Regions from separate parts of the Sus scrofa genome. Here region 1 is linked to region 2. The links are chromatin contacts, called in public HiChIP or PLAC-seq maps. All regions are on one chromosome and are shown on one strand. The core of a region is the stretch at or near the end of the contact, and the rest is flanking DNA. Distances in the headings are between cores, read along the strand shown.

What was found. HiChIP or PLAC-seq counts read pairs in DNA pulled down with a chosen protein or histone mark.
Region 1: an H3K27ac HiChIP or PLAC-seq map of alveolar macrophages shows a contact between it and region 2. The contact joins two enhancer-like sites. A contact is called at or near these places in 1 of 47 Hi-C or Micro-C datasets (embryonic fibroblasts) and 1 of 2 datasets of contacts at active chromatin or transcription factors (alveolar macrophages).

What each region holds. Positions count from the first base shown.
Region 1 is chr6:152,941,443-152,946,338 of Sscrofa11.1, reverse strand. The region is part of intron 8 of FGGY (FGGY carbohydrate kinase domain-containing protein); the gene reads left to right. Among named protein-coding and RNA genes, the nearest start is that of HOOK1, 230 kb to the right of the region's middle. Within about 2 kb of position 2,403, at least 13 of the 83 cell types and tissues checked have an H3K27ac peak or open chromatin away from gene starts, as enhancers often do. A contact at or near this core is called in alveolar macrophages, where this site is marked.
Region 2 is chr6:152,765,981-152,770,819 of Sscrofa11.1, reverse strand. The region is part of intron 14 of FGGY (FGGY carbohydrate kinase domain-containing protein); the gene reads left to right. Among named protein-coding and RNA genes, the nearest start is that of HOOK1, 59 kb to the right of the region's middle. Within about 2 kb of position 2,174, at least 14 of the 83 cell types and tissues checked have an H3K27ac peak or open chromatin away from gene starts, as enhancers often do. A contact at or near this core is called in alveolar macrophages, where this site is marked.

The DNA.
Region 1 (4,896 bases), core at 1,154-3,653, 180 kb before region 2:
GATTTGACCCCTAGCCTGGGAACTTCCTTTTGCCACATGTGTGGCCCTAAAAAGCAGAAAAAAAAAATTAAAATTAAAAAAAAATACATAATAAAGAAAAAAGAAGTATTCACCAAAAAAAAAAAAAAAAAAGTGCTGCTCAGGGTTTTGTATATTATGTGATGAAGAAGAATTTTCCAGGGACAACATTTTAGGGATGAACAAGGAATATGTTTATACTTAAGAATTATGATTGCTGGATTTATTAAATAATTACCAGGTTCTGTTTTCTCTGCTAGGCAGTCTGCATCTAGAATATCTAATCCTCACAACAGACATGTGAGATTAACTTATGAAAGGGAAAGATACAGTAGCCATGTTTCAGGTCAGAATAAAGGTAATACTATTCAGATTAAGCAATAGTCAAATGTCATTAGAGGGTAGTAGCCTAAAATGACCCAGTAGAGTTCATTTCTTCATCTGAGAAATGATAGAATTGAGGTCAGAGAAATTACAGAGCTAGGACTTGCAGGGGAATCCAGATCTGGCTGGTCTCCTGGCTTTTGTATTCATTCCTCGAAAATGTTAACATGGTACCAGAGGTATATCCCACTGTCCTATCCAGGACTAGGTCCAGCTTCAAGCTCTGCTTTCAGAAAAAAAAACTGTTATAACCAGGAAGGAAGCATGTAATACACAGCTGCAATATTTAAGAGAAACTGGGACCCATGACCAAAGTTTGGGATGGTTAAGAGATGGCTAATTGTAAATAATCCTGCAGTCCGGCTTCTGGGTGTATATCTAGAGAAAACTATAATTCGAAAAGATACATGCAACTCAGTGTTCCTAGCAGCACTATTTATAATAGCCAAGACACGGAAACAACTTAAACTTCTGTCAACAGAGGATTGGATAAAGAAGATATGGCACATATATACAATGGAATATTACTTAGCCACAAAAAAGAATGAATAATGTCATTTACTGCACTGTGGATGGACCTAGAGATTATTATACTAAGTAAATTATGTAAGGTCTAATATTATATGATATAACTTATACATGGAATCTAAATTATACAAATGAAATTATTACAAAACAGAAATAGACCCACAAATAGAGAAAACAAACTTGTTACCAAAGGGGTAAGGGGTGGGGTTAGAATAAATTAGGAGTTTAGGATTAATTTATACATTCATAAAATAGATAACCAAGGACCTATTGTATAGCACAGGGAACTCTACCCAGTATTTTGTAGTAACCCATAAGAGAAAAGAATCTGAAAAAGACTAGATATATATGTATGTAAAACTGAATCACTTTACTCTGCACCTGAAACTAACACAGCATTGTAAATCAACTATACTTCAGTAAAAAATTTGAAAAGAGATAGGCTAGTTTTAACTGTTTAAAGGAAACCTTATGCATTGGCTTAATTTTCTTGTTTGTTAAAGTTTTTGTGGTCCTAAAATGACTAACTCTTTCTTAGTGCTTTAGAGTTTGTAAAAATGCCTTGTGGCTATGATACTCAGAATAGCTAAGACAGAGCAGGTGTTGTTTTCCTTTTTCAAATAAGGCTCAAAGAAACTGAGTGATTTGTCCAAAGTCCTGCAGCTACCAAGGGTTAGGGCCAAGACTCAATACATATGTGAGCAAACCCCAAGCCATTTTTGCTGCTTAGTTAGTTCCTCTCCGTTGACTCAAATTGAAGGATCCTGCAGTTGGGAAAAGTCTGGTTCATCACAGGAGGGGCTCCTGACTCTGGGTCACTAGTCCCCACTATGATTGTAAATTCTTCATGAAGCTGCCAGCCACCCCATTCTCAATGTCCTTAAAATGTTCCTGGAGATCTCCTTCAAAATGCAGTTCTTCAAGTGCTGCTGTCATGGGGCGTGAATCTTGCTGGGAGGAGTATACGCAAATCTGTCATATCAGTAGATGCCCAACTGATTCTCATCAGGGACTATGGCTTTAAGCTCCTTTGGAGTCGAAATTATATCTCTCCACCATTGTTTTCAAGTGCCTATCAGAGTACCTTGTACATAGAAGTTACTCTAAATTTACACTAGATGAACGGAAGAGTGAAAGAAATGAATGTAAAAGTTGTGTAGAATGTGGTAAATTCATGTGGACGGTCTGTCAGTTCCTGTGGTTTGTGTCACACTTGGAGATTTCTTGAGTCTCCATCCATTCAAAGGAAGCCTCTCTTGGTAGCTTAGGTCTAGATTGAAAAGTCAGGACTTGGAGAGAGTACCTTGTAGAATGTGCCAACAGTTAGGGATTGTAGGATTCTTATCTTCTTGTGAAAAGCAGGACAGAGTGAAACAGTTGAGGGACCCTATTTGCAGCTTTGTGCAGACAGACTCAGAAACCAAAGCACAGACACAGCAGGATGCAACAGGAAACCACAGAGGCCTAAGACTTTCAGTGTAAATAGGAAGTCAGAGTTTACTTTTGAACCCACAGTGCCGAGCTGAATTGCAATGTTTAATCCAGCTCTCTGCCCAGCCCTTTTTGAGCTCAGGCACAGATGAAAAATGATGCCACTTGGGTAAAAGCATTTTCAAATGTTTGTTCTTTTTTTTAAGATTTTTTTATTTTTTCTATTATAGTTGATTTACAATGTTCTGTCAATTTCTGCTGTACAACAAAGTGACCCAGCCACACCTACATAAATACATTCTTTTTCTCACATTATCCTCGATCATGTTCCATCACAAATGACTAGATATAGTTCCCTGTGCTATATAGCAGGATCAAATGTTTGTTCTGATCAGGGCTTGGAGCAAGCAGCTTTTATTTGTGCTGGTGAATAATTTGGGACACAGGTGCAATTTGGACTTGAAAGCATTAATTGGTCTCCCTGGTTTTCCCTGCAGTGATATCTGAAACCCCCATCTTCCTCTACAAAGTAATCTTAATCCACATATATTCATAAAGCATTTGCCATTGAGAGTCACCTGTCATATACCCCGTCTGCCGACCTTTGTGTCCAAGTGCACAGTGGTGAAACGTTGGTGGACACTTAATAAGTACTCTGTGCTTACTGGGTTGATACCATTACCATATTTGATTGCTACCATTGTGTTGGAAACTAATAAATAGGATACAGATGATCATCACCATGTTTTTTGTTTTTTTTTTTTTTTTTTTTGTCTTTTTTGTCTTTTTACCTTTTCTAGGGTCACTCCTGCAGCATATGGAGGTTCCCAGGCTAGGGGTGCAGTTAGAGCTGCAGCTGCCGGCCTACGCCAGAGCCACAGCAACGCGGGATCCAAGCCGCGTCTGCAACCTACACCACAGCTCACGGCAACGCCGGATCTTTAACCCACTGAGCAAGGCCAGGGATGGAACCCACAACCTCATGGTTCTTAGTCGGATTCGTTAACCACTGGGTCATGATGGGAACTCCCATCACCGTCTTGAGGTAAGGAAGATGTTACAGTGGTGGAAAAGACATGGGTTTTGAAGTCAGACCTGTGTTCACATCCGAAATTCTTAAACTTCTTGGAGTTCCCATCGTGGCGCAGTGGTTAACGAATCTGACTAGGAACCATGAGGTTGCAGGTTCCATCCCTGGCCTTGCTCAGTGGGTTAAGGATCCGGCGTTGCCGTGAGCTGTGGTGTAGTTTGCAGACGCGGCTCGGATCCCGAGTTGCTGTGGCTGTGGCTCTGGCGTAGGCCGGCGGCTGCAGCTCTGATTGGACCCCTAGCCTGGGAACCTCCATATGCCGCAGGAGTGGCCCTAGAAAAGGCAAAAAGACAAAAAAAAAAAAAAAAAAAAAAAAAAAATTCTTAAACTTCTTATCCAGAGTGCCTTCTTTTATTCAGCCATTGTTTTTGAGCTGCTACTATGTGCCAGACAATGGAGTGAAAAGGGTGAGCAAAGTAGACACAGACCTCACCGTCTAGAGGGAAGATGGATACTAAGCAATCACACAAATTTGCAAATACAGACCTTGGTAAGTGCTCCACACTCAGACCGTGCTGCTGGGAGTGTACACTGGTGTAATCACTGTGGAAAATTGTGAAGCGCTGTTTGAATATGCACATTCAGTTCCTGTACTCCACCAATTCCATTCCTAGGTAAAAACCTGGAGAAACTATTGTACCCATGCCCCAGTACGTACCCAGAGATAAGGACAAGAGTAGTCATAGCATTATTTTTCATAATAACCCCAAATTTGAAGCAATCCAAAGTTCCACTCTTCATTCTATAGTAATAGAATGACTATATTGTATTATATGCTTAGAGTGGTATACATACATAAATTGAAGGAACTACAGCTACATAGAAAAATGCAAATGAAGGAATTCCCTGGTATATCAGTGGGTTAAAGATCTGGCGTTGTCATTGCCATGGCTTTGATTAGTGCTGTAGCATGGATTTGATCCCTTGCCTGGAAACTTCTGTATGCTACAGGCGTGGCCAGAAAAAAAGAGAAAAATATAGATGAATTAAACAATTTTAAGTGAAAAAAACAGAACATGAAACAAATAAAAAATTATTCACGTAAAATTTATAAAGGGGCAAGAGAGGCAATGTATTTTAGGAATGTACATATAGGTGCTGAATCTAGAAAGACAAGTTAGGAAATAATGTTTTGCCACAAGTTTCAGAGCACTGGTTAAATACATGGCTGAGGTGTGTTGGTTGTTGATTTTTGGGGGTTTTTTATTGTTTGTTTTGTTTTGTCTTTTTGTCTTTTCTAGGGCTGCACCCGTGGCATATGGAGGTTCCCGGGCTAGGGGTCCAATAGGAGCTGTAGCCATGGCCTACGCCAGAGCCACAGCAACGCAAGATCCGAGCCGCGTCTGCAACCTACACCACAGCTCATGGCAACGCCAGATCCTTAACCCACTGAGCAAGACCAGGATCAAACCCGCAACCTCATGGTTCTAGTCAGATTCCTTAAC
Region 2 (4,839 bases), core at 925-3,424:
TATCATGTGAACTTGTTGTTCCAGTAAAATGAGTCAGAGTTCCTCAAGAAGGCAGATTCATGTATTTCAGAGCTGTGTGTCAGCATCTCTGAAAAAAGGTGCAGTGTACAGGATTGGTGCTTCTCAGGCACAAGCACACGCTCATTCTTAGCCAAGGAGATCACACAGCTAATGAGCAGCAGAAGTGGGATTTGAACTCAAGCCCAGAGGACGCAAGCATCAGGCTTTTTGCATTGTAGGGGGGAAGTGTGTAGGGTCTGAGCGCAGGGCTAAGCAAAGGCCTGGAGTCAGAAGGGGCTCTAAATTCTGGCTTTTCTGCATTTTTGACCTTGGGCAAATTCTTTATACTCTCTCAGTTCACTTCTTGGTCCATGAAGGGGGAAGAGGTGATGATATCTGTGTCATAAAGTCGTTTTGAGAATTTCAAGAGTCACGTCCATAAAGCGATTAGTGCAGCGCACAGCACAGAGCAAGCACCTGGGAAATGTTGGCTTGAACCGGTAACCTAGCAACTGCCACGGAATTGGCTGCTGGGACAATGAATGCTTTGTTTTTCTGATCATACCCCATCAGTTATAAAAATTTTGAGCTTGCATCCTCAATATGTGGAAATGTATTTATGAAGAGGCATACACATGTTTTATTGGGCTTATAGGTTATCTATATTATAAATATAGCTGAAATAAAAGATTTCAAATATTTGCTCATCATGATGTTATTATACTAACATTAGACAGTGTCTAAAGATCCACAATCTAAGGCCAGGTGAGTTTTGAATGATTTTTTTTATTATTTCTAAATGATTTTGTATGTGCCACTGTATTTATATCTCAAACAGTATTCTTGATCATTTTAATTTTTGTCTCAATTCTTGTCATAGTCTAAGCCGTCTTTGTTTTTACCTTATACTGTGAAAAGCTAATACCAGGGAAAAGTGTCATCATTTTTCCTTTTTGTTTACTTGAATCTGCACCGTGACCATTGCCTTTAGTCCTTTGGCCAAGTCTTTCTCAGTTGCTTGCCCATTTTGTGAGAGTTTGTTTAAATAAAATTAGATAGCCCCTATACACTCCCACCCTGGAACATGTAGATGACGATGGGTAGCAAACCCCTGGAAGCTGGGGACATAGACTGGAGGGCATGCTGTCATGCCCCCATGATGTAAGGCTCTCACTCTTACCTTGGGAGATTTCACGTGTCTTACTCACTCATGACTGTCTGATGAGGGACCAACGGGTGGTGCTGGTGACAATCTGCGTATTAAGTGCTGGTAAAGTTGAATTCATTTCTTTAGACTACACGTCTTATAAACGGCACTTCCAGTATGTTTTTCTGGAATCCTAACCAACCACTTCAGCACTCCCTGGAGTGAATGTTTACCATTTTAGAAACACCATTCGATGATCTTCCATAACCTCTGTCATGAAAGTCATCACCCTTTCATTCAGCAGCTCAGCAAACATTAACCAAGCCCCTGTAAGTGATAGGACCATGTTGGGCATGAGACCTACACTGGCATGCTTACTACCTTCAGGGAGTTCATGGAATAGCTCTCCCCAGGCCAGGTTCTGGTTATTCTTCCTGATAGACCATGACGCTGCACACTGCCAAGTTTGCAGTGTCCTTTGATTCCTGGCTCTAGACTACCTATAGCCTTCCCAAAGTCTTTTTTTTTTTTTTTTTTTTTTTTTTTTTTTTTTAGGACCACACCTAAGGCATATGGAAGTTCCTGGCCTAGGGGTCAGATTAGAGCTGTAGCTGAGACCTACAACCACAGCCACAGCAATGCCAGATCCGAGCCACATCTGTGACCTATATAGCAACTTGGGCAACGCCGGATCCTTAACCCACTGAACAAGGCCAGGGATCAAACCCACATCCTCATAGATACTAGTTGGGTTCTTAACCCACTGAGCAACAATGGGAACTCCAACCTTCCCAAGTCTTAAGGCCGTTGTTCCCCTTCCCCTGCGCAGGGGAAAAGGTATCAGGTCCCATGCTTCCCAGATTTCCCGCGTTTGTGTGTCTGCCACTCATGGAATCCCCATCTTCTGCAAGGGGGCTGAAGAGCCCCTACCTTTCTTAAACCTAACTTCCCTGGGTAGCTCACTCAGTGTAGCCGGAAGCCCTTGGCTGGCTCCCAAGCCAGGCCGTAACCCGTGAGAACTGGGAGTTCCCTGTGCCCACACAGCCTGATGACGGCCGGCTCTGCTCCCAGGGAAGTGGTGAGCAGCCTGTGCAGACGGGTATCTCAGCCTTGACACACCAGCGAAGGGTCAGCTCCCATGAATGCGGTCTTTCATGGCCTTGGTACAGGGCTCCTATTTTTTCCCTACAGAAACCCTTGCACTTGCTTTCAGAAGTGACGATCAAATGTGAACTTTCATGGTTTATTTATAGCTCGGCCTTATAGAGAGAAAGAAAAGAAGTGATTAAAATGCAATTTTACCAAATATTTTGTTTTCAAAAGCTTTCATTGTGTGGGCAAAAAGGAAAGAGAAGAGCCCCTGTATTCGTTGTGCTGTCTAGACTCCCAAACAAAGAGGGTAGCGTGCCGCAAATCCAGATTGTCCGGCTCCAGCCTGCTGACAAAAAGTATGAATTTTGAGGCCAACTTCAAATACACTCTTTTAACAGAAATATATTGTGGAGGTGACTATATTTAGCACTGTCAGCATTTCCATAATAAATTCATATTGTTATGCTGTGGTAATTTCCAGATTTACTGCAGCCCGTGGGTTCATGAGGTTTCAGTTTTATGTTAATTATTTGGAGAAATGGGAAAACTCAGCAGTGCTATTTCTGATGACAGCACTGATTCTCTGGGCATTCTCCACATTGTGTCAAATACCCTTAATGAGCCCTGCCTCCCAAGAGAGACAAAAGTGAGCACAAGTCATTCTGGCTGCTTGTAGAAGCATAACTTTTTTTTTTTAAGAGTGCAGTATAGTTTTATTTTCTTTAAAATGATCAAATCCCTACATGCCACTCTAGAAAGTTAAGAAGACATACAGAAAAGCAAGTTCGCAAGAGAAAAATCATCACCCATGCTCTTGAACCTGTTAGTATTTTATATATTTTCATCCAGTGTTTACTATGCATGTGTTTCTTGGGTTTAGCACAAACACAGTTTTTGAGGTAGAAATGAAAAACAACTGTGTTTGTGTTGTTTTGCTCTACTTATTTATTTGTTGACATATAGTTGATTTACTGTTTCTGGTGTTCAGCAAACTGATTCAGTTATATACATCATATATTAGGTTATATATGGATGTGTGTGTGTGTATGTACATACACATACATAACCTTTTTCATATTCTTTTCCATTATGGTTTATTACAAGATATTGGTTATAGTTCCTGGTGCTAGAGTAGGACCTTTTGTTTATTATTTTATATGTAGTAGTCATATCAGCTAGTGCCAAATTCCTAATTTATCCCTCCCTCCCTTCCCCTTTGGTAACTATAAGTTTGTCTTCTATGTCTGTGAGTCTGTGAGAAACAACTGTATTTTTCACATACACTGTCCATTTTCTCTGCCCTGGTTAAAAATTCTGATAATTCTGTTACTTTCTTAGATAAGTAGAAAGCCACTTAGATAATACAAGTTTTATGGTCCCTTTAAGTTGTGATACCTAACCAAAATCCAGACATTAGAGTATCAAGAAATATATAATAGTCATCACTTCTCATCTAAAGATAAGACAACTCCTTACTCCTTGAGCCAAGGATGCTATCTGTACATGTCAGGAAGGAGATGGCTGTGATCAGATTCTTCTTTTTTCCTCATTCACTTTCTCTCCAGTATATTAGCTTTCTTCTTGTTCTTCTGATGTGGTTGGAGGGTGTGAGGGAAGAGAGCTTAGCAGTGTAGGAAAGTTCTTTTTTTAATGAATTTTATTACATTTATAGTTGTACAACCCAATTTTATAACATTTCTATCCCAAATCCCCAACACATCTCCCCACCCCCAACCTGTCTTATTTGGAAACCATAAGTTTTTCAAAGTCTGTGAGTCAGCATCTGTTCTGCAAAGAAGTTCACTGTGTCCTTTTTTAGATTCCCCATGAAAGTGATAGCATATGATGTTGGTGTCTCACTGTCTGACTAACTTCACTTAGCATGATAATTTCTGGGTCCATCCATGTTGCTGCAAATGCCATTCTTTCTTTCCTTTTAATGGCGGAGTAATATTCCATCATGTATGTGTACCACATCTTCTTTATCCACGCCTCTGTCAATGGACATTTAGGTTACTTCCATGTCTTGGCTATTGTATATAGTGCTGCAATGAACATGTATCTTTTCGGAAAGTTCTTATCTTGATCAGCGCTGCCATAAATGGACTTCATGCCCTCTTAGTTTAGACCAGGACCTCTTAGTTATGTGTTTACAGCTAGACTCTGTCATAGCATAGTTTCTTTCTTTCTTTTTTGAGACTTTTCCACTTATGGACACCTCTCACTTAAGTTTATCTTGTCCTGGTCCACACCTTTTAGTCTAGTAAATTGCTTACTTTTTTAATTCCTTAGAAATCCCATAGGTTGTCTCAGGCTTCTTTTTGTAGACTCCCTCTGCCTCCCTAGGTGGGCATCTTGGATGGGATCTAAGACAACCCATGATGCACTCTCACCTGTGGGCAACCTTGCATTCATGGGAAACAGTCATGCCTTTTAAGTCAGATAGACTCTGGCAGTGCTGGCTGATCACAATCCTTCACGTCTACACTGAAGCCAGAGCTGCTTCTACAGACAGGAGACTCAGTCTATCCAGATCCCTGTGCGTCTCAGGGAAGCCATGCTCTCTTGATTCGTGAAGGGAAGACTCCTCATATAATCCC